Regions from separate parts of the Mus musculus genome. Here regions 1, 2 and 3 are each linked to region 4. A link is a contact called in public promoter capture Hi-C data. All regions are on one chromosome and are shown on one strand. Each heading gives the region's core, a stretch centred on a gene start, on an enhancer-like site or on the middle of the called end of the contact. The rest is flanking DNA. Distances are from core to core; before and after follow the strand shown. Region 1 overlaps Adk (adenosine kinase). Region 2 holds the start of Plau (plasminogen activator, urokinase). Region 3 holds the start of Camk2g (calcium/calmodulin-dependent protein kinase II gamma). Region 4 holds the start of Dusp13 (dual specificity phosphatase 13).

Evidence for each region. Promoter capture Hi-C pulls out the DNA fragments that hold promoters and counts their contacts.
Region 1: a contact with region 4 is called in a promoter capture Hi-C map of cranial neural crest. The contact joins the enhancer-like site here to the promoter of Dusp13 in region 4. A contact is called at or near these places in 14 of 39 promoter capture datasets (the C10 cell line, cranial neural crest, embryonic stem cells and 7 more), 8 of 484 Hi-C or Micro-C datasets (the G1E-ER4 cell line, Sertoli cells, bone marrow-derived macrophages and 3 more), 30 of 115 datasets of contacts at active chromatin or transcription factors (the 230-238 cell line, the NIH/3T3 cell line, astrocytes and 19 more) and 5 of 9 other capture datasets (adipose tissue, embryonic stem cells, liver and 2 more).
Region 2: a contact with region 4 is called in a promoter capture Hi-C map of embryonic stem cells, with 5 times the contacts expected there. The contact joins the promoter of Plau here to the promoter of Dusp13 in region 4. A contact is called at or near these places in 4 of 39 promoter capture datasets (embryonic stem cells, hippocampal neurons and liver), 1 of 115 datasets of contacts at active chromatin or transcription factors (embryonic stem cells) and 1 of 9 other capture datasets (embryonic stem cells).
Region 3: a promoter capture Hi-C map of hippocampal neurons shows a contact between it and region 4, with 5 times the contacts expected there. The contact joins the promoter of Camk2g here to the promoter of Dusp13 in region 4. A contact is called at or near these places in 7 of 39 promoter capture datasets (cranial neural crest, embryonic stem cells, frontonasal cranial neural crest and 4 more), 1 of 15 datasets of contacts at CTCF or cohesin (embryonic stem cells), 3 of 484 Hi-C or Micro-C datasets (the N1E-115 cell line and embryonic stem cells) and 1 of 9 other capture datasets (adipose tissue).

The regions. Positions count from the first base shown.
Region 1 is chr14:21,085,554-21,088,253 of GRCm38.p6, forward strand. All of the region lies in intron 1 of Adk (adenosine kinase), which reads left to right. Among named protein-coding and RNA genes, the nearest start is that of Adk, 34 kb to the left of the region's middle. Within about 2 kb of position 1,323, at least 112 of the 459 cell types and tissues checked have an H3K27ac peak or open chromatin away from gene starts, as enhancers often do. A contact at or near this core is called in the G1E-ER4 cell line, the NIH/3T3 cell line, adipose tissue and 8 more, where this site is marked.
Region 2 is chr14:20,835,299-20,837,998 of GRCm38.p6, forward strand. It overlaps Plau (plasminogen activator, urokinase), which reads left to right and starts at 1,364. Exons shown (of 11, transcript NM_008873.3): 1 at 1,364-1,436; 2 at 1,751-1,837; 3 at 2,312-2,342; 4 at 2,480-2,587. The coding sequence starts at 1,781.
Region 3 is chr14:20,792,824-20,795,660 of GRCm38.p6, forward strand. Camk2g (calcium/calmodulin-dependent protein kinase II gamma) reads right to left here and starts at 1,265. Exons shown (of 21, transcript NM_001360186.1): 1 at 1,078-1,265. The coding sequence starts at 1,142. It overlaps Gm30108 (predicted gene, 30108), which reads left to right and starts at 1,416. Exons shown (of 2, transcript NR_153779.1): 1 at 1,416-1,637.
Region 4 is chr14:21,740,140-21,742,839 of GRCm38.p6, forward strand. Dusp13 (dual specificity phosphatase 13) reads right to left here and starts at 1,359. Exons shown (of 4, transcript NM_001374075.1): 1 at 891-1,359; 2 at 1-138. The coding sequence starts at 1,243.

The DNA.
Region 1 (2,700 bases), core at 73-2,572, 650 kb before region 4:
AAAATCTACTTTTTTGCCTCTGAATTATTATTTTTAAAAAATTTTTGTTTTTGTCTTGTTTTCAGGACAGAGCTTCTTTGTGTAGCACTGACTGTCCTGGTACTAGCTCTGTAGACCAGGGTGGCCTCGAACTCGGAGATCACCCTGCCTCTGTCTCCTGAAGCCTGGGATTAAATGTGTGTGCTGCCACAGCCTGACACCTCTGTGAATTTTTATTCTGTTGTGTCATGAGCACAATCATGTAATTTTTAAAAAAGATTTATTTATTATTATACATAAGTACACTGTAGCTGTCTTCAGACACACCAGAAGAGGGCAGGGCGCCAGATCTCATCACAGTTGGTTGTGAGCCACCATGTGGTTGCTGGGATTTGAACTTCAGAAGAGCAGTCAGTGCTTTTAGCTGCTGAGCCATCTCTCCAGCCCCCGAGTAAAATGTTTTTAAAGTTCATCCATGTCATATCAGCTTATCAGTATCTCATTTCTTCTCATGGTTGAATACGTTTTGATGTGTAGGTTATTTTGTTAAGCCAGCTCTATGGGTTATTTTCAGTCTGGCTGTTGTGAATAGTAGTACTGTGAGCACCCATGTGTAAGTTTTGTGTTGCCATATGTTTGTTTCTCTTAGGGAAGGATGCAGCTTCATAGGATAATTTTATGTTATTTTGTGAACAAAAATTCCTGGATAGAAGCTGACAACAAAGGCTGACTGACTCATTAGAACTTTAATGATGTGGAAATGATGGAATGTTGCCAAGCCAAATTATCTTGGGCTATCTTTAACACACTTAATAACCATTTATTACCTTCCTCTCCGTGTGACCTAATATCTTTGTGACCGTTAGGTAAATCTTTTGGAATGTACAGACAGACCCCTGCAGATAACATCTGAAGTCCATAGTTTGATTTCCCAGCTTTTCTAATATTTCTACCAATGTATTCAGAAAGGGTCTTGATTTATGATTTTCTTGTGTTACTATAAAACTTTATTAAACTGTTACATTATTGGAACATGGCATTTGGTAAACTATTTCTGGGTATAATCACTCACATTTGGCTTCAGAACAAACCATGTTTTTTGTTCCTTTGAGGTAAAAGCCCCCATTTTTCTGTCTCCTTCCTTCTCTGTCTCTTCTTCCTTCTTTAGAAACTTCATCCCTGTTTACCAATGTGGCTGCATCATTTTACATTTCCAACAATGTCTGAGGATCCAGTTTTTCACATTCCTGTTATACTTGCTACTGTTTCCCAGTCTGCTTAGAGATACTGTGCCTGTCGAGGCACATCCTAAACACGCAGCCAGAGCTTACAGCAGTAAAGCTGTCGTTTGTGCTTGTGCGGTCTTCTGCCCAGGCAGATATGGGTGCTTCGGGCCTTCCCTTGTCTTCCTTAAGCTTGGCCACTGCAATTTTAGGAACATTCTGGAGGTTCCCTCTGTGGATGTTTTTTCCTTACACTTTCCCTTTTATGTTTTTGGTTAACTTGTTTGTTCCAACTGCTTCAAGCAGCTGGAATGTTAAACAGTTGCAGCTGGTTGTATTTGAGATGCTCTTTGGGAAACTCTGAGCACAGGGCAAGCTCAGGATCAGCTCAAACACGGGAAGGCTTGAGCTTCTGAAGGACCTGTCAGTTAGCTGAAATGATTGCAGTTCTCCGAAATAGAGCTTTGATAGTGTACCAGCACATTTCTCACCTCTCAGGGGCTGCCTGGCATCTGGCTTCAGTCTGTGAGGGTTGTTTCTTCTCAGAATCACTATGAAACTGGGGAGAGGCAGAGAGGGATCTCTATTCCTGTGATAAAACTGTAAAAGCAACTCGGAGAGGATAGGGTTTATTTCTGTGTACAGCCCAGATCCCAGTCCATTGTCAAAGGAAGGCAGCACAAGAACACAGGCAGGGCAGGCCGCTGGGGAACCCAAGCATGGCTCTGAAGCGATGCTGCTTAGTGGCCCTCTCCTCCTGCCTTGTTTAGTTTGCTTTCATATACAACCTAGATCTGCCTGCTTGCTCAGGGTGCACTCCAACCCCCCTGGCCTTTCACATCAATCATTAATCAAGAAAATGGCCTACCAAATTGCCTGCAGGTGTTTTCTCAATTGAGTTTCTTCTTCCTAGATAATTCTAACTAGTGTCAGGTTGATACAAATCTACTAAGACCTTAAGTAAAACCACTAGGAAGCTAGCTGCCCTACCTGCATTCAGCCACTCTCCCATAGCTGGTTATGTATTTTCTTCTCCTTTGGAGCTCTTATAATTGTAAAAGGATGAGTCAGTTTTGCAGTCTGAAAATTATTATTCATTTATAAGCTGGGTGGGGTGGCCCATGCCTGGACATGAATCACAGAGCAGCCTAGACTACACAACAAGACCCTGTCTCAAGCAGACAAATGTGGCAAACATGTCAATATTTCAGTGTTAGGTATAAAAAAGATACTGAGACAAACGGTCACTTATGTAGTTGCTTTGTCAGTCAGGCCAGACCCTGTCAGGAAATTGCTCGAATGGCCCCATTCATTCGTGAGGAAATAGTGCAATGCTTTAGACACACGTCACTTTTCTTCTGTCTAGCATCTTCAACCTTCTACTCCTTTGGTAATTTCTTTTTGCGCTAAACATGTATGTTTCGGGGCTGGAGAGATGATGGTGCAAAGGTTAAGAGCCCTTACTGATCCCCAGATGAGCAGTTCCTTGACCCAAGCT
Region 2 (2,700 bases), core at 114-2,613, 900 kb before region 4:
AAACATTCCTTTTATCTTTTCCTTCAGACCCACAGCCTCTCTACTACAAGGGAAGAGCAGACACCCCCACTGTTGTTGCATGTTGATAGCCCACACTAACGAGGTTTGAGTATTCCTTGCTTTTTTTTTCTATCCTGTTACAATGTACTGTTCATGTTACTGTTCACATCACTGACTGCTCTTCCAGAGGTCCTGAGTTCAATTCCCAGCAGCCACATGGTGGCTCATGACCACCTACAATGGGATCTGGTACTCTTTTCTGGTGTGTCTGAAGAGAGGACTGTGCACTCGCATACATAAAATAAATAAATCTTTAAAAAAAAGACACCCCCCCTTGATTGCTTATTTGTGTCTGTGTGCAACCACAATACCAGTGAGGTATGCACTCAGTCCTGATCTATGATCCTCTGTATTGGTTGTATTCTTTTCCAGACAAATAAATGGATTGTTCATTATAGGCATTTTTCAAAAGACCCATTGACACTTCCATAGCAGCTGCTGTGCCAAGACTTTGCTCCCACAATCCTAACATAGTAACCATTACTGCTTTTTTAAAAATCATAATTATTTTTGAGGATTTCACTATGTAAATTAGTCTGGGCTTGAACTCGCAGAGATCCACCTGCCTCTTCCTCCCTAGTGTTTAGATAAAAGACGTGCACCATTAAGTCTGGCCCTTGCCATAAATTTTAAAATTGTCTTTCAAAGATTGACCTTAAACCAAACAGCAAATCTGAATAAAATCTGACCTTGCCTTTCACCTTCTGATGACAGTATTACACTCCCTGACGACAAACTTCACTCTTGTCTTCTGATTCACTGCTTGCATTAGTGGCATTTGGAGAACTCAGCATTTGACATGTGGGAGCCTTTGTTAGTAGGTATTTTTTGTTGTAAAGGAACTGCGACTTATACCCCTCTATCAGACATCTGAATCAGTGTCGTAGGCAGGTAGGGGGACAGGTTGGAGAAGAACTGATTAAACCACTAAGGAAGAGGCTTGAGATCAGCGAGCCAATGGCTGGAGCGCCCTCACCACGCTACACTGGGGCCGCACTAGGTGAATGAAAGAAAGGAAGAATGTTCAAGCCGCCGGATCATCGCTCGATCCAGACAGACTGCGTTAAGTTTGCTCAGCTGGAAATTCCGTGACTTCGTCAAAGTTGGGAAGCAAGCGCGGTCCAGTTGCGGTGGGATGCAGGAAAAGGAAAAGGAGAGAGAGAGAGAGAGAGAGAGAGAGAGAGAGAGAGAGAGAGAGAGAGAGAGAGAGAGAGAGAGAGAGAGAGCCGCCCTCCAGCAAACCTGGGCGGGGCCAGGGCTCTGGCGGGCCCTAATAAAGGGCGAGCAGCGCCGAGCAGAGCCTGTAGCCCCAGAGCTCTGTCTGTCATCCATCCAGTCCTTGCGTGTCTGCCAGCGCCCTTCCGCTGCAGTCACCGGTGAGTGCTGTTGGTCTGAAGCAAGCCTAGCGGGATGAGGCAGCCAGGGCTCCCGCATGCCTCCCTTCCCACTACCTTGGCTGGCGGAACTGTGGGCAAGGTCACCACTCCAGCCCTTCGCGCCCCTCTACAGAGAGGTTCCATGGTGTTGTGCGGATTCAGAGCCCGCAGAGGGGAGAGACTGCCCGGCTTGGGGAGGTTGGTCACTGATGGCTTGCCCCGCAGGACACCTGGAGTGGCTTCCCTTGGTCTGTAGTAACTCTGCCACCTTCAAGCTGCTCCGCTTCTTGTCCTGACTTCTCCTTCCTTTGCAGAACTGCTGTCTAGAGCCCAGCGGCACTACCATGAAAGTCTGGCTGGCGAGCCTGTTCCTCTGCGCCTTGGTGGTGAAAAACTCTGAAGTGAGTGGTCTCGCTGCTTTAGCACCATCAGGAAGGGGCTTGCAGGATCCCTTAAGCAGCATCAGGGGAAAAATGGGGGCTGCACGGGGAACTTAGGCATCAAAGGCAGGTCCAGGCTTTCCCAGGAAATAGGACAATGTATCAGCGGAGGGCTTGTGCACCCAAAGAGGTTTGCACTATCTGGCAAGGGAGGAAGAAGCCACGGGGAGTGCCTTAGCCCAAGGGCACCTGGTTTGTGTGAAGTTTGCTTGAGTCAGTCCATGTCTGGGTGCTGGCTAGTAATAAACAGAAAGGGGAGAGACAGACAGGGGTGGGGTGGGAGAAAGAGAGAGAGAGAGAGAGAGAGAGAGAGAGAGAGAGAGAGAGAGAGAGAATATTATGAGTGAATGAATATCACTGGAAGGGATTTTGAGGTGGGGACCTGTTTATCCTGAACATGAATTCCCTAGAGCATGTCACCTTCATCTCTTGCAGGGTGGCAGTGTACTTGGAGCTCCTGATGAATGTGAGTATCTGCTTCCTTGCACAATAGTTGGCTGCACAGAGACCCTTGAAAAACCTTAGGAGACATACCCTCCCTGTCCCTGCTGAAAGGCTGGCTCCCCACTTGATCCTTGCTTACCCCTCCTTTGCATTTGCTAGCAAACTGTGGCTGTCAGAACGGAGGTGTATGCGTGTCCTACAAGTACTTCTCCAGAATTCGCCGATGCAGCTGCCCAAGGAAATTCCAGGGGGAGCACTGTGAGATAGGTATGGGGATTTGGACTTGGAATGTGGGAGTGGGGGAGGACCAGAGATCTTAGAACAGGGACAGATGGGTGGGATGCAGAAGCAGGCAGAAGCTGGCCTTGGAGGTGTGGGTC
Region 3 (2,837 bases), core at 15-2,514, 950 kb before region 4:
ACTGGTGGGCGATGCTTCAAATACACACCTGCTGCATCTCACTGATTGCCTTGTGGTCCCAGCAAAGGCAACCAGGAGAGAGAAGAACAGGGAGACCTTGTTCCTCCTCTCAGCAGAAATAATTGAAAGTAGGGAAAAGGAGGGATTAAACAGAAGGTATGGTTTCCTGAGAAATTTCCCTTAAGCCTGGGAGAAAGTGACGCTCAAGATCCGCTCAACTGGCTTAAACCCACAGCATCCCCGCTCAACTGACAGCAGGGAAACAGAGGAAAGACAGCTCTGATTGTGACAGCAGTAACTCCCCTTCCCCGTGCTATTTTCCTGTACGTGACCCGCCAAATGGGCTGCGATCTCGGGCTCTGGAAATATCTAGGGGGGCGGGCAGAGCGGGGGCTGCAGTGGCCAGGCTCTGCACCGCGGGTGGGGGTGGCGGGGACCCGGGCTGCGGCGGCGGCCAGCTCAGTGCGGAGGGGAGGGGGATGCTGCGGCTGCGGCGCACGGCTCCTGGGACCACTGCAGGGATGGGGGGAGGGGCCGGGGGTGCCGCAGCACTGCCCAGCAGCAAGGCTGGGATCCTGGAAGCCGCACTAGCGGGGGGGCGGGGCCCGGCACTAAACATCTCCCCACACCCCGGCACCGCAGCGGGGCTGGAACTGCAGAGCCGGGGAGGGTCCTGAGTGCCGGGCGCGTGGGAACTGGGGGGCCGGTGCTGAGTGGGCTCCGGAGCTGGGTGGGGAGGGGGCGGTGGACAGGCGGGGTCGAGGGAGGGGAGCGTCTGAAGGGTGCGGGAGGGGCGGGGCTGGAAGGCGCCCCGGAGCAGTCCCGGGGCTGCAGTTCCCGCGGCGGCGCCGGGTGCAGCAGCCTGGCAGCTGCTGCAGGGCGCGGAGGGGGCTGCGGGACCGGGAACCCGGGGCTAAGGGGCCCCCGAGGCAGCACGCGGGAAAAGCTGGGGGTGGGGCGGGTCGAGGGGGCGCTGCAGCGGCCGGTGCAGGGCCGGGGGGCGGGGCGAGAAGCCGCAGAGCGCCGGGACGCCTGGACCAGGGTGGGGGGCCGCCGCGCGTGGCGGGTGGGCCGTACTTGCCGAGCTCCTCGAAAAGCTGGTAGTCGTCGGTGAAGCGGGTGCAGGTGGCGGTGGTGGCCATACTGGCGGGCGGACGCGGCGGTGCAGCCCGCGCCGACGTCGGTGCACAGTCACCGCCGCCCGGCCGAGGGAGCAAGAGGAGGAGACGGGGCTGAGCCCGGCAGCACCGCGAGACTTTACCGGAGAGAGCGAGGGAGGGAGGGACACCCCCGCGCCCGCCCGCCGGCCCCGCCCCCAAGCCCCGCTGGCCCCCGCCCCGCCCCCGGGGAGGGGCCTCCCACCGTCGGCCCCGCCCCGCCCCAGGAGCCGCCCGAACTGGGCCCCCTGCACCCGAGGGCCAAGGACGCGGGGTCCCCACTCCCGGCCACCCACTGGGACCGACCGAACTGGAAGACACCTCCTGCGGGCTCCTCCAGGGCGGACCCTGCAAGAGCTCAGGAACCAATGTGTGAAAGTGGTTCTTGAGTGGTGTTGGGTCTGGACCACCGAGGTCTGGGGAGAGGCCCCACACGTGGGTCCCATGACTGCAGCCTGAACCAAGCCGGAAAATGCCAAGGTCAAAGAGCGTATGTGAGACTGTACACTCGAGAGATGCCCCCAGACTGCAGAGCCAGCTGCCCGCAGCCTTCCCCCAGGGTGCCGACACTCTAGATTAGTGCAAGAATCAAGGGCATCATTAAGAAAAAACAAAACCAGAAAACCTTCAGCCGCGGTTTTATCAGCGAAACCAGGCCATGGGGCAAGATGTTTGCTTGCTTTTCTTTCTTTCTTTCTTCCTTCCTTCCTTTCTTTCTTTCTTTCTTTCTTTCTTTCTTTCTTTCTTTCTTTCCATTTATTTGTTTCGTGTGTGTATGCCTGTGGCCCTATGGTTGCCACAGCGCACGTGTGGAGGTCACACAACTTGGGGAGTTGGTTCTCTTTTCACTACATTGGGGGATGGAACTTGGGTAGTCAGGCTTAGCTCACGCATCTTTTTACTCACTGAGCTGTCCTGCGGGCCCGTGTGATGCTTTCCTGCATTCCAGTCTTAGAAATAAATGTTCTCTCCTAGGTCAGTAATAAAAGATAAAAGTAAGAATGTCTTGAAAAGGCTTTGTGCACTAGTGGCTAAAAGCAAAAGATGAAAACATGCTCGTTTTCTTGTGGGCATCCAGTACTTTTATTTATGACACTTTATCACATTTTGTAATGATGTATTTGCAAGTATGAGTGCTAGCACACAGTATTGAGAACTCTTGGATCATACTACCTAGCTCTCGGATGTCTGGAAAATCATTGACCTCAGGCATTCTGCAGTTCATGAAATCTGTCTGGGCCTTATTTGAGAACTGGAAATAATAGTGCAGTATACTTCATAGGGCTGTGAGCATTTACTGGGTTAAATCATGTATAATATTAGAGTAACCCTCAGTACCTTATTCAAACAGTGTTTGCAGCTATTGTGTAGTATTTTTCTTCCCACTAAACTGTGCACTCCAAAGGAACCCCTGGGTACTTCGCTCCAGGCTCAGTGTTCATAGAACGGCTCTGTCTCCAATATTACAACTTTATGGGACAGAGTCAAGTAAAAGCCACTCTGGAGGAGCAATGTGCAGGGCAATTTCCCGATGCCCCCCCCCCCCCCCCCCGCGCAGCTGTACCCCAAGTCAGAGGCCATTCCCCACTGGGCAGAAGGGAGCTCAGCCAACTGCTGCCTCTCAGTCTTGATTACAGCAGGGTGCCCACTGGGAATCCAGCCTCCTCTGTCAGCAGGCCA
Region 4 (2,700 bases), core at 109-2,608:
ATGTGGGTCAGTGTGGCAGTCCGACGGACCCACAGCAATCGCTGCAGAGAGGCCAGTGTGGGTGGCTGGTAGGGGGACACCTGGACTGCCCCATGAATCTTTGGCCTCCGAAGTTCCTGCTTCTGTAGCGAGTCCATTCTGGGAACAGAGTAAACAGGACAGTAGCTGGAACAGGCTCCCCAAGCGTGGGTCCAGTGGACAGGGAGACCTGTGTTGCAGTACCAGGAGCCAGTGGGATGCTGTGGGGGCCAGCCTCAGCTATGCTGAATGAGGCTATTACCCGGCTCAGCTGGCCTGGAACCTAGAACCTTTTCCCTGGGAACAAGGAGAACTAGAACTCTCTTGTCAATTCCATGGCGCTAAGCGTACCTTTCCTGAGGCAACGGATGTTAGAAATGTTGGTCTTAGGGACCGTGGGGAATCTCTGTAGGGCTAATCTGTGCAGACCGTACCCCTTTAGTCACTGGAAACCCCAGCTGGCGGAGGCTCTTGGAGAGGACCTAGGATGTCCCTCCAAAGCCAGGCAGCTCATCTGTAGCTCCCACCCTGGCTGTTTCTAAGGCTGATGCTAGAGGAGGTCAAAGCACTGTCCAGGGTTACAGTCCAGCCACAAGTGGGCATTAGTCAGCTTGTTCACACCAAGTGAGCTGGTGTCGCTCATAAGCAGGCTGTATCCCTTGTGCTGTGTTCCATGTTTCACACTGACACCAATGACAAATGACAAATGGCTAAAGACTACCCTGAGCTTGATATCCAGTGTGTGCCTTCAGTTCATTCCCCAAGCCTTCCAGTTGCCAGAGGGTGGTCACCAACTGATGTGTCTCCTCTAGGGAGCTGTCAGGGATGAGCTACACATCCACTTACAGGCCCCGGGCTTTTTTCCTCCTTACCCTTGTGGTTCAGGCCAGTACACCTGTACAGGCCTCACCCGGAAGGAGTGGGTTATGTCTGGAGTCATCTGGCTTAGTCCATCTGGGCCCTTGCAGAGCTGAGGTGTCAGAGGCACCAGAACCTGAGCCTGGTACCTTAGAGGGAAGGGGAACCTACCTTGGTCAACTACCCCTGGTCCCCTCAAAGAGTAACTCGAGTAGGTACAGACTGGGTAGAATGCCTTTTCCCTCTGGCAGGCACTGCCAAAACCAGAAAAAGAGATGGGCACCCAGGAGGCCACTGGCTTGGCCACACTCACCCAGCCAGTGGATGATGAGCTGGGTGGAAGAGAGGGCCGGCCTTTCTCCCTCATCCCCCTCTGTGACCTCTCTGGCAGGCTGAGTGGCCTGCCACCTACCTAGGGCATGGTCTGGGGCCAGGAATGGGGGACTAGGTGCAGGGGCAGGCTGAGTGGAACAGTCCTAAAGCAGGTTCCATCCAGAACACAAATGCTGTTATGCGCCTAGAATTCCAGGTCCATGCATGTGAGCCAATGGGGATGTGGGGCAAGATGAAGACAGACCTGAGCTGCGGGGACAGGAGCAGTGGCCTAACATCTCTCCCTGGTGTCTCTGCTATTGAAAACACTTGTCCTGAAGATGGGGACCACCTGAAGAGATGCCTAGGGAACAGACTCCCCTTAAAATTTGACAAGGATATATCCTGGGACCTAGGCAAGTTTTCATTCCTATCTGGGCCTTAGTTTCTTTTCTCTGCTCTCTGGTATTCTGCTGGCTGCAAGAGAAGGGAATGACGCTATATGAAGTAACACCAGGGAAAGGAATATTAGGGTGGAGGATCTCTGAATCCAGGGAAGTCCAATAGCCACTCTGGCCTGAGGCCACCAGCTAGACTCCTCCAGCTATGAGTGGAACTAGACAGGGATTTCGGGAAACCGTAGGCCCCTCACAGGCCTGCTCAATTTGGCATGGGGTAAGTCTGCCCTCTAGTGGCCAGTGGCTGCTAGGCAGCCCAACTGTGTCCCAGGAGCTCGGTGGTGGGGATTAGGGGATGTCCTTAACTTCCCTGGTCTAACTCAGACCTGTAGGAAAGATTTTTCTTAGACTTAGGGTTTCCTGGTCAGGTCCTACTTAGGGCTATATGTAGCCCAGCTATCTGCTCTGGTCCACTGAGGGTTCCTTTCACCTATCAGAGCCAGGCCCAGCAGCTCACTCAGTGAGCCATTCCTTAAGCTTTAGGCACCCCCCCCAAAAGAAAGCCCAGGGATTCTGCTACCCCCTGGTGTAGGGAGGGCCCAGCTATGTCAGAAGGAGCCATGGCTGAATGTCTTGTAGGATCAGGCCCCTGTTCACATTCATGATAGTCCTCCCGTGGCTCTCTAGTGCTACCTGGCTTCTACTTCCCTGAAACTTCAGCAGAGAAGTTGCTTCTGTCAACAGTGGCTTTCTTGCCCACACTGCCTCTGTATACAGAGCTACACATACTTACCTTTTGTTGGCACTAGTAGCATCTCTAGCTTGCTCTCTGTTGTCTGTCTTTCAGTTTGTCCCAGGATAGCCTTCTAGAATACCACCCTGCATACCTCGGGCCTTGCTCAGCAGCCTGGGACGTGGCAGCTGTTTGCCACCTACCTCTTTAGCTGTAACCTCAGAACACATTTCTCCTGGTCTCCTCTGCTGTTCCCTCTCTGTCTCCCCTCTTCTCTTAGGGAGCACAGACCAAGTGGGGCTAGCGTTCTCACAGAAGGACATCGAGGTGTCTGGGAAAGAGACTTTGGCAGGTAAATGCCAAGGGCAGACTGCAGTGGTC